Regions from separate parts of the Mus musculus genome. Here region 2 is linked to region 1. Evidence: chromatin contacts called from public HiCAR-type data. All regions are on one chromosome and are shown on one strand. Each heading gives the region's core, a stretch centred on a gene start, on an enhancer-like site or on the middle of the called end of the contact. The rest is flanking DNA. Distances are from core to core; before and after follow the strand shown.

Region 1 (3,640 bases), core at 501-3,000:
CTGGCAGCCACTTTGTGGTTTGACATGCCAGTGCAGCCATATCTGCCTGTTGTCATCTTTGTAAATAGCTTATCACATTATACTAACAGTACTGAAAATACCGCAGATGTGAGCATCTCGTTCCAATGGCTTCGTCTTCCTGAGATACAACTTAGCAAATGACATTTAAGATTCTCGGGGTGAAGGAATACACTTCCTGGCTGACTCCTTGAGGACAGAGTAACTGAGATTTATAGTTTAAAGTTTCATATAACGAGGAAATACTTTAAGTAGAAAAATGCGATTTTATCAAACAAGTTTGTTTTTAAAATATGCTCATTAAAAATTTATTAGCACACGAGTGCCCTAAAAATTAGACGTTACCTGAAAACTATTACTTAACACATATTAACATTTGTGATAGATAACCTATTTTATATTTTGTTTTACATATGTATAATTCTAACTTATTTCTACCGTGGCACATTTAATGACAACTTATTTAATTACAACTTTTCAATCATCAGTTTTGCTTTTCGTGGCTTAGATTATCTGCACGTAGCTCTCCTAGCTTCACTTGTGTTCTACAAACTTTAAATGGAAAATTCTAGACTAATGTCTTAGGTTGCAGTGTTCTGAATAGCTGGTAAAATCTCACACCCTCCGCCACTCTGCTACACTGTATGTCATACACAGCCTTCTCTTCTCTGCACATAGAACTACAAAACTGGAAAATGATGTGGAGGTGGGAATCTTCAATGTGTGCAGATCACCGTCATCTCTAAGAGATTATCTCTTAAAACTTAAGTTGGCTAAGGAGGTATTCTTCAGCCAGATCCTCAACCATACTGTCACAGTAGTCCTTTCCTCAAAACTACAGCCATAACAAACAATTTGGGAATAACAGTAATAAAGGTAAATAGAAGAAATAAACAAAACTACTGTATTTGAACTGATAATTTAAAAGTAGGCATTTAAAATAGTAATTCTTTAAAAATGTACATACTCTTAGATGTAGCAATTCCACTCCTAGTACAATAGGAACAGATGTCCCAAGTGATTTTCACACTAACACTGAATTATAAAAGGGGTGAGAGGGAGGAAACATTTTTCCAGTAATAGACTAAATTACAATACAGATGAGCCATTGAATATTAAACTCCTTTCTAGGAATGATAACGCTTAATGATAAAAAAAAGTTAGGTCTAGGTTATAGGTCCTATTTAATCCCACAACAGGTCAAAATTAGGCGATTATCCATCGTTTTGCATGAGGCAGGTGGAGCAATGAATTTAATTTAGACGAGGTGGCACAGTAAGTAATGAAAGGACTTAAAAGGAGACCAGATAAATCCTGAACTCAGCTTATCTTTCCATTCCCAGAGTCTACCTCGGTGGGTTAGTTTGCGAGTTAAATGGGGGAAAACCATTTAAACAAGAACAACAACAAGACAAATACATAGCTCCTGCGATATGTGGACACGGAGTACTCAGAGGTTGAATAATTCGCTCAAGGTCACCCAATTCCGGATAACCCCAGGATTAAAACAACATTTCAATTTCGTGCTCTTCTTGGCTTCAGTTCTTGTCTTTTCGGACTTCACTCCAGCACGATGGCGCACACCTGAGAGACAGAGCACAAGTGAGAGGTGTACTCGCAGGGAGGTTTCAGAAAGCTGCTCTTCTGGATGTCTGCGGATTTTCTAAATTCACGCATTCTTTCTTCTGTATTCCCGACAGGAAGTTTCCGGTGATCGTGTGACGTTCAATTATGCGCCGGAAGTGCACTGCGGCGAACGCGAGGAAGTCGGAGAGCTTGCAGTTGCAGCTAGTTCTTACCTGCAGAACGCAAGCGGCCGGAGGGTGTGGGTACTTTTAGCCAGCGGCCGCTGTCATGACGACCCAGGGGGGCCTAGTGGCCAACCGAGGCCGGCGGTTCAAATGGGCCATTGAGCTGAGTGGGCCGGGAGGAGGCAGCAGGTGAGTCTCTCGAGTGAAGCTCGGTATCTGATCCTTACCCTAGAACGGCCCGAGATCCAGCGGACCTGGGCCTCGTCTAAGTCTCCGACACGAGTGGGTAGCACATAGATGTTACCCAAGGAGCTTCTGTGCTGTGGAAGGTATTTTTCCCCAGGATCTTTTAGTTTTCCCAATAGGCAGAGAGAACTGACGAACGCACGAGAGGGTCTAATTTGGGTAGCTACATCTGAGGTTCTTTTTCCTGTGATTGATAGGGCTGGAAACCCGCAGTTTTAGTCTCTTGATTTGGTTTGGTTCTTTAGGGGCCGAAGTGACCGGGGCAGTGGACAGGGAGACTCCCTCTATCCAGTCGGTTACTTGGACAAGCAAGTGCCTGATACCAGCGTGCAAGAGACCGACCGGATCCTGGTGGAGAAGGTACAGAGGTATTAGACGTTACCGTAGCGTGTAGGCCAGCCCTGTTTCGCCTTACTCTCTGGAGTGGAGGTAAAGCAGCCGGTCATTAAGACACATTGCTTAAGATCCATGGTACAGTATCTTACGTATATGTTCCCTGACATAATTTCGGTGTGTTAGGATACTGTGTCACTTTTACCCTGAAAACATCCCAATCCTGCTATCATTTCTCACTGCCTTCAACTGTTACATCACCAGCCGTAGACTAACCATCTACCACCTATCCCTCCATCCCTCTATTTAAAATCATGCTTTCTCAACCTCAGCACTGTTTTCTCTGTTTTCTCTTTGGGGCTAAGTACATTTTTGTTGTTGTTGGGGAGAATTATGCTGGGTACTTACTTTAAGATGTTTAGTACTCCTGATCTCTACACATTAGGTACCACTATGGCTTTGCATAATTGTGTGAACTAAAGATGTTTCCAGCATTACCACGTTTTCTAGGTCTAAAGAGGTGCGCTTTGTGTATACCTGCAAATAAACCCCTGAGATCCTATATTCAAGTCTCCCCTTCTCAAATTCTCAGTATCCTTCTCTGTATGGAGTTCTAATGGGTCTTGTTATGTCCTACCTTGTCCTCTTTGCAGTCTCCAAACACAGCCATCAAAAATGATCCCTTTAAAACATGCCAGACCATCCCTACTCAAAATCAGTCTAAAATTCCATGTTCATTCCGCGTACACACCAAACGTCTTTTTAGTATTAGACATAACTCTGCTTGTACCAGTCAGACTCCTTGTAGCTACTGTGCCCTGTCTACTATTTTTACATTTGTTTACTCTTTCATAATGATTCCCTTGCTGCTCTGTAAGGATACCAGACAAATCCCCCTTCCCTGCTTTTTGTGTTTGTTCTCTAGTCTTAGAATGCTCTTCCTCAGGATTCCTTCATAACTTGCTAAGTCCCTCCTTTGGGGTCTCTCTAATATTACAGAGTCAAGCCTTTCCATGTGCCACACTGTTTGATTTATATGTTATGAACATATCACATGGCTTATGTTATTTAGCATCTGCCTTAGTAGCTGTTTTACAGGACTGTCACAGCACGAGTCCCAGTGTGCAGAGGGTGCTTGGTATCTTCTTGCGTTTATGCTTCCCTTGCAGCCTTAGTTTTGCCGAATAATTTTGATTCCATGGAATACATACATTCAGTTGTTACAGTATGAAAATGACACACACAGTCATTAGTCATTCTTGGATAAGTATTATCCTGTAATGTTTTATCTT
Region 2 (3,640 bases), core at 530-3,029, 1.5 Mb before region 1:
GATTTCAGTGGGTGTTTAATGCCTGAGCAGAGCATGGTGCAGATGCACTCAGAAGATAGAGGTGTGTGGTGGTGGTGGGGAATCTACAATTTAAGATTGAGGAATGAGTTGTTTAACTCTTTAAGATTCCACATTTCTTATTTGGGAGGTGAGAAAGTTTTAAAATGTGGTTTCATTTTTGTATTTCTTATCTTATTCAAAAATGAAGATTGTTGCTAATTTCATGGGCTAAAGGTCAGACAGTATATACATTTTTGCTTTCTGAAGTTAAAAGTGTACAGTAACTTCAAGAGTTATTCTCATTTTTTTAAGTGTAAGAAACTAGTATTTGGGTGTTCTCATAAATAAGCAGTAGATTTTAATACACAAAGCACTAAAGTTAGTGGGTTTCTGGGTTACATTCTACGGTCACTAAGAACTTACTGTAGGGTTTTGAGAAACAAGTATAGGATATATATGATTCATATTTTATTTTAAAAATACCAGGTTTTAGTCAAGTGTACTGGCACATGCCTGTAATCTTACCTATTCTGGAGGCTGAGGTATGTAGGCTCTTTTGAGATCAGCCATGGTAAGACCCATGCACTCCTCAAGCTTGCATGTGAACTGTTGCCCAGGGGCTCAAGCTGAATGCTTTGTTCCTAGCTAGTGGCACTGTAGCAGTTGTAGAACCATTAGGAGTAAGTGTGTCACTGGGGGACCTTGTATGCTCTGCTCTTTATCCTGACCCTCCATGAGCTCCCACCGTCATGTACTGAAATCTCAAAAGTTGTGAACCAAAATTTTATAAAAATGTCCTTTCCATCTGCATTTTGTCAGCAATAAAAGGTCTTCACACCCTGTCTAATAAGTACAACATGAATCGTACAGTTTTTGTATGTTTCTGTCAACTACACAGCCAGCAACCTATTTTTCCAATATTAAGTTGAATATAACTGAGCTATGTTGAAGTCAACTTGAGAGTAAACAGTATTCATTAGTAGTAGGTATTGTGTACCTGAATCCAGGAGAGTGTTTATTATCTTGACTGAAACAGAAAGCATCCAGGGAACCAAAGGCACTAGATGTCTGGCTTTTCACACAAACTTCTGGCTGACAAGTCTTCCAGCTTCTATTCATTACAGTAAAATGTCAGTGGGTTTGCTGCTTCTAGCTGCAGTAAGAAAAAAGAAAATCTGAATTCTAACCACATCCTGGAACTTGCTGTTTACCACAAGTTTCTTGATGAAGGCTTTGCAGCATTTGTACTGTTACTTTTAGGGCCAGGAATCTCCTAAGATCCTGGGTCCCACCGTTGGTATCACAAAATAGAAGTTCCAGGTCTGTTTAGGTAAGTTCTGCATGCCCCGAAAGTGTCCTGCACGTTCACCTCTTAGTGAACTTATGAAGCAATGCTCAGAGCCTCCGGGTCCCCTGGGGCCTTAAGGGAGGGTAGCACTGTCACCAGGGCTTAAGTGCGGGGGTAGGAAAGGAAAAGTACTAGAAGAGAGTATGAACATTCCAGCATGAAACCCATTTGTATGGTAATTCTAAAATCTAGAGGATGTCAATTAAAGATGCCATCTACTTGTGGCAATTGCTTGAGACTGATAAAGGAGGTAAATGACGTTCATAGGGGTCGATGGAGAAAGGGGGCACCCTAGAAACAGCCAAGAGACACAGAGACTGCTTCAGTTGGAGCTGAGCAACATTCCAGGCCTGAGACGCAGGCGCCTGCAATGCCTTCCAGGAATTCTGGGAAGGCCTCTTCCACCTGCTGTGGGCGGGGCCTGGGTGGACCGAGGTTTCGGAGGGAGGTGACGCAGGAGCTATCCAGCACGTCAGCTCCCTGTTTTGGCCTAGATTGCAAGAAGCTCGCCCGCGGCCACACGGTGAGTTCCGCAGTGATGCAGGTGATGCGGTCCGACTTGTCGTTCAGCTGAAAGCGGGAGTGCTTGGGTTCCTTGGGTGTGGGGGAGCATGCCCTTCAGAAACCCTAGCTGGGGTCAGACAAAGGATGGATGCGGGGATTACAGGGGGTGGTTATAAATAAGGGGTGGGGGTGGAGTTCCGAGAGCAGCGATTGGGTAGTTCATCCGTGGGCTAGCCAGTAAAGAAAACATCCTGTATTCGGAGTTCATGAAGAAAGATGGAGATGATGGAGCCTGGTGCCCGCATCCAGCCCTTTTATCACAGCGGTAGATTGTGCTGTTAAAATAGCGGTCCTTGGCTCTTTGAAGAGCATGGTTTTAATGTCTGTGAGTTGCAAGGAAAGGCCGTTAGCTGCAGACAGATAAAATGAAGTATTTGTTTTAGGGAAGATATTTGGCTTGTTCCCTACCTTTTTATTCCCTATTCCCGTGTGAATGCTCAAAAGGGTTTATCTGACTATGGCCTGAAGCACCCATCCTGAACGAGCAGCTGCCAGGGAAGCTGTGTGAAAACTGTTTCCTTGTTCAGCTTCCCGTGGCTTCTACGGACACCAACATGTAAGGCAGATTTATCCCCCACCATGTCACTGTCTTTCCTCTCCCTGCTGCTTCTGCCTCCGCAAACCTTAACTCCCAGAACCGCTTATTACCATCAAGGGGCTAGACGTGCAGGGGGCTTACTAGGTACCTGGCTTTGCTCCATGCTCCTTACATGATTTTGATCTTTATCTTCACAGTAACTCTATAAGATAGATTGTTGCTATCCTTGGTCTGTAGAAAAGGAGGCTGAGGAACTTGCCCAGGAAGACCTAGCTGGTATGCAGTCAAGCGTCTCATGTTGCTTGCTTCCCTCATCACAGAGCAGGATAGGAGTTGGCGTACCTCTCTGCTCGGGATCTTCACCTATTGCCTGCTGGTCTGCTAAGTTCAAACACCCTCGGCCACTACTCCAGACCTTTCTCTGGGATGTTTTTTGATTGTCTGTTTGTTTTTTACTGTTTGGGTCTCCCTAACTCCCTTTTGTTATTCCTTTCTTTCCTTAAACTAGGAGATCTTAAAAATTACCACCCTCCCTATCTCAAATCCAAAAGTGCTTAGATTGCAAGGATCACAGACCATAGATGTGAGAACATATTCCTGTCCTTAGAATCCTCAGGTGTCAAGTTAGAGGGACTAGTTTATCCTAGACTCTTCTGTCTTCTTATTTCCTTCACACAGCGGTTTCCTACCTGGCTTGGACACAAAGCAAACCTCTAGGAATTTTTCATTTGAGTCTCCTTTCAGGGTGGTCCTTCAGCCTCAACTTGTGAGTCATAGTTATATCACCCCAGTTGTGTTATGGTTGCCCATTTTGGCCAAGTTATATAACTTGGTCCTTTCTTCTGCAGGTTAAAAATGGCCTCAAGGCTGGTCTCTGCTATGCTATCTGGCCTTTTGTTTTGGTTGATGTTTGAGTGGAATCCAGCATTCGCTTATAGTCCACGGACCCCTGACCGGGTCTCAGAGACAGACATCCAGAGGCTGCTTCATGGGGTTATGGAGCAGCTGGGCATTGCCAGGCCACGCGTGGAGTACCCGGCTCACCAGGCCATGAATCTTGTTGGGCCACAGAGCATCGAAGGTATGCACTCTTCCAAACTGACAGTGTTTCTATTGTATTTCTGAGGGTTTTTGTTTTGTTTGGTTTGGCGTGTGTGGGGGTATTGTTTTCTTTTTTTACTGGTAGAATC

What was found. HiCAR-type assays count read pairs that join an accessible place to other places.
Region 2: a HiCAR-type map of astrocytes shows a contact between it and region 1, with 4 times the contacts expected there. The contact joins the promoter of Scg5 here to the promoter of Emc4 in region 1. A contact is called at or near these places in 2 of 39 promoter capture datasets (embryonic stem cells and pre-B cells) and 3 of 115 datasets of contacts at active chromatin or transcription factors (astrocytes, bone marrow-derived macrophages and pancreatic cancer cells).

Annotation. Positions count from the first base shown.
Region 1 is chr2:112,366,137-112,369,776 of GRCm38.p6, reverse strand. Emc4 (ER membrane protein complex subunit 4) reads left to right here and starts at 1,750. Exons shown (of 5, transcript NM_026519.3): 1 at 1,750-1,958; 2 at 2,261-2,375. The coding sequence starts at 1,873.
Region 2 is chr2:113,827,230-113,830,869 of GRCm38.p6, reverse strand. Scg5 (secretogranin V) reads left to right here and starts at 1,779. Exons shown (of 6, transcript NM_009162.3): 1 at 1,779-1,871; 2 at 3,299-3,531. The coding sequence starts at 3,306.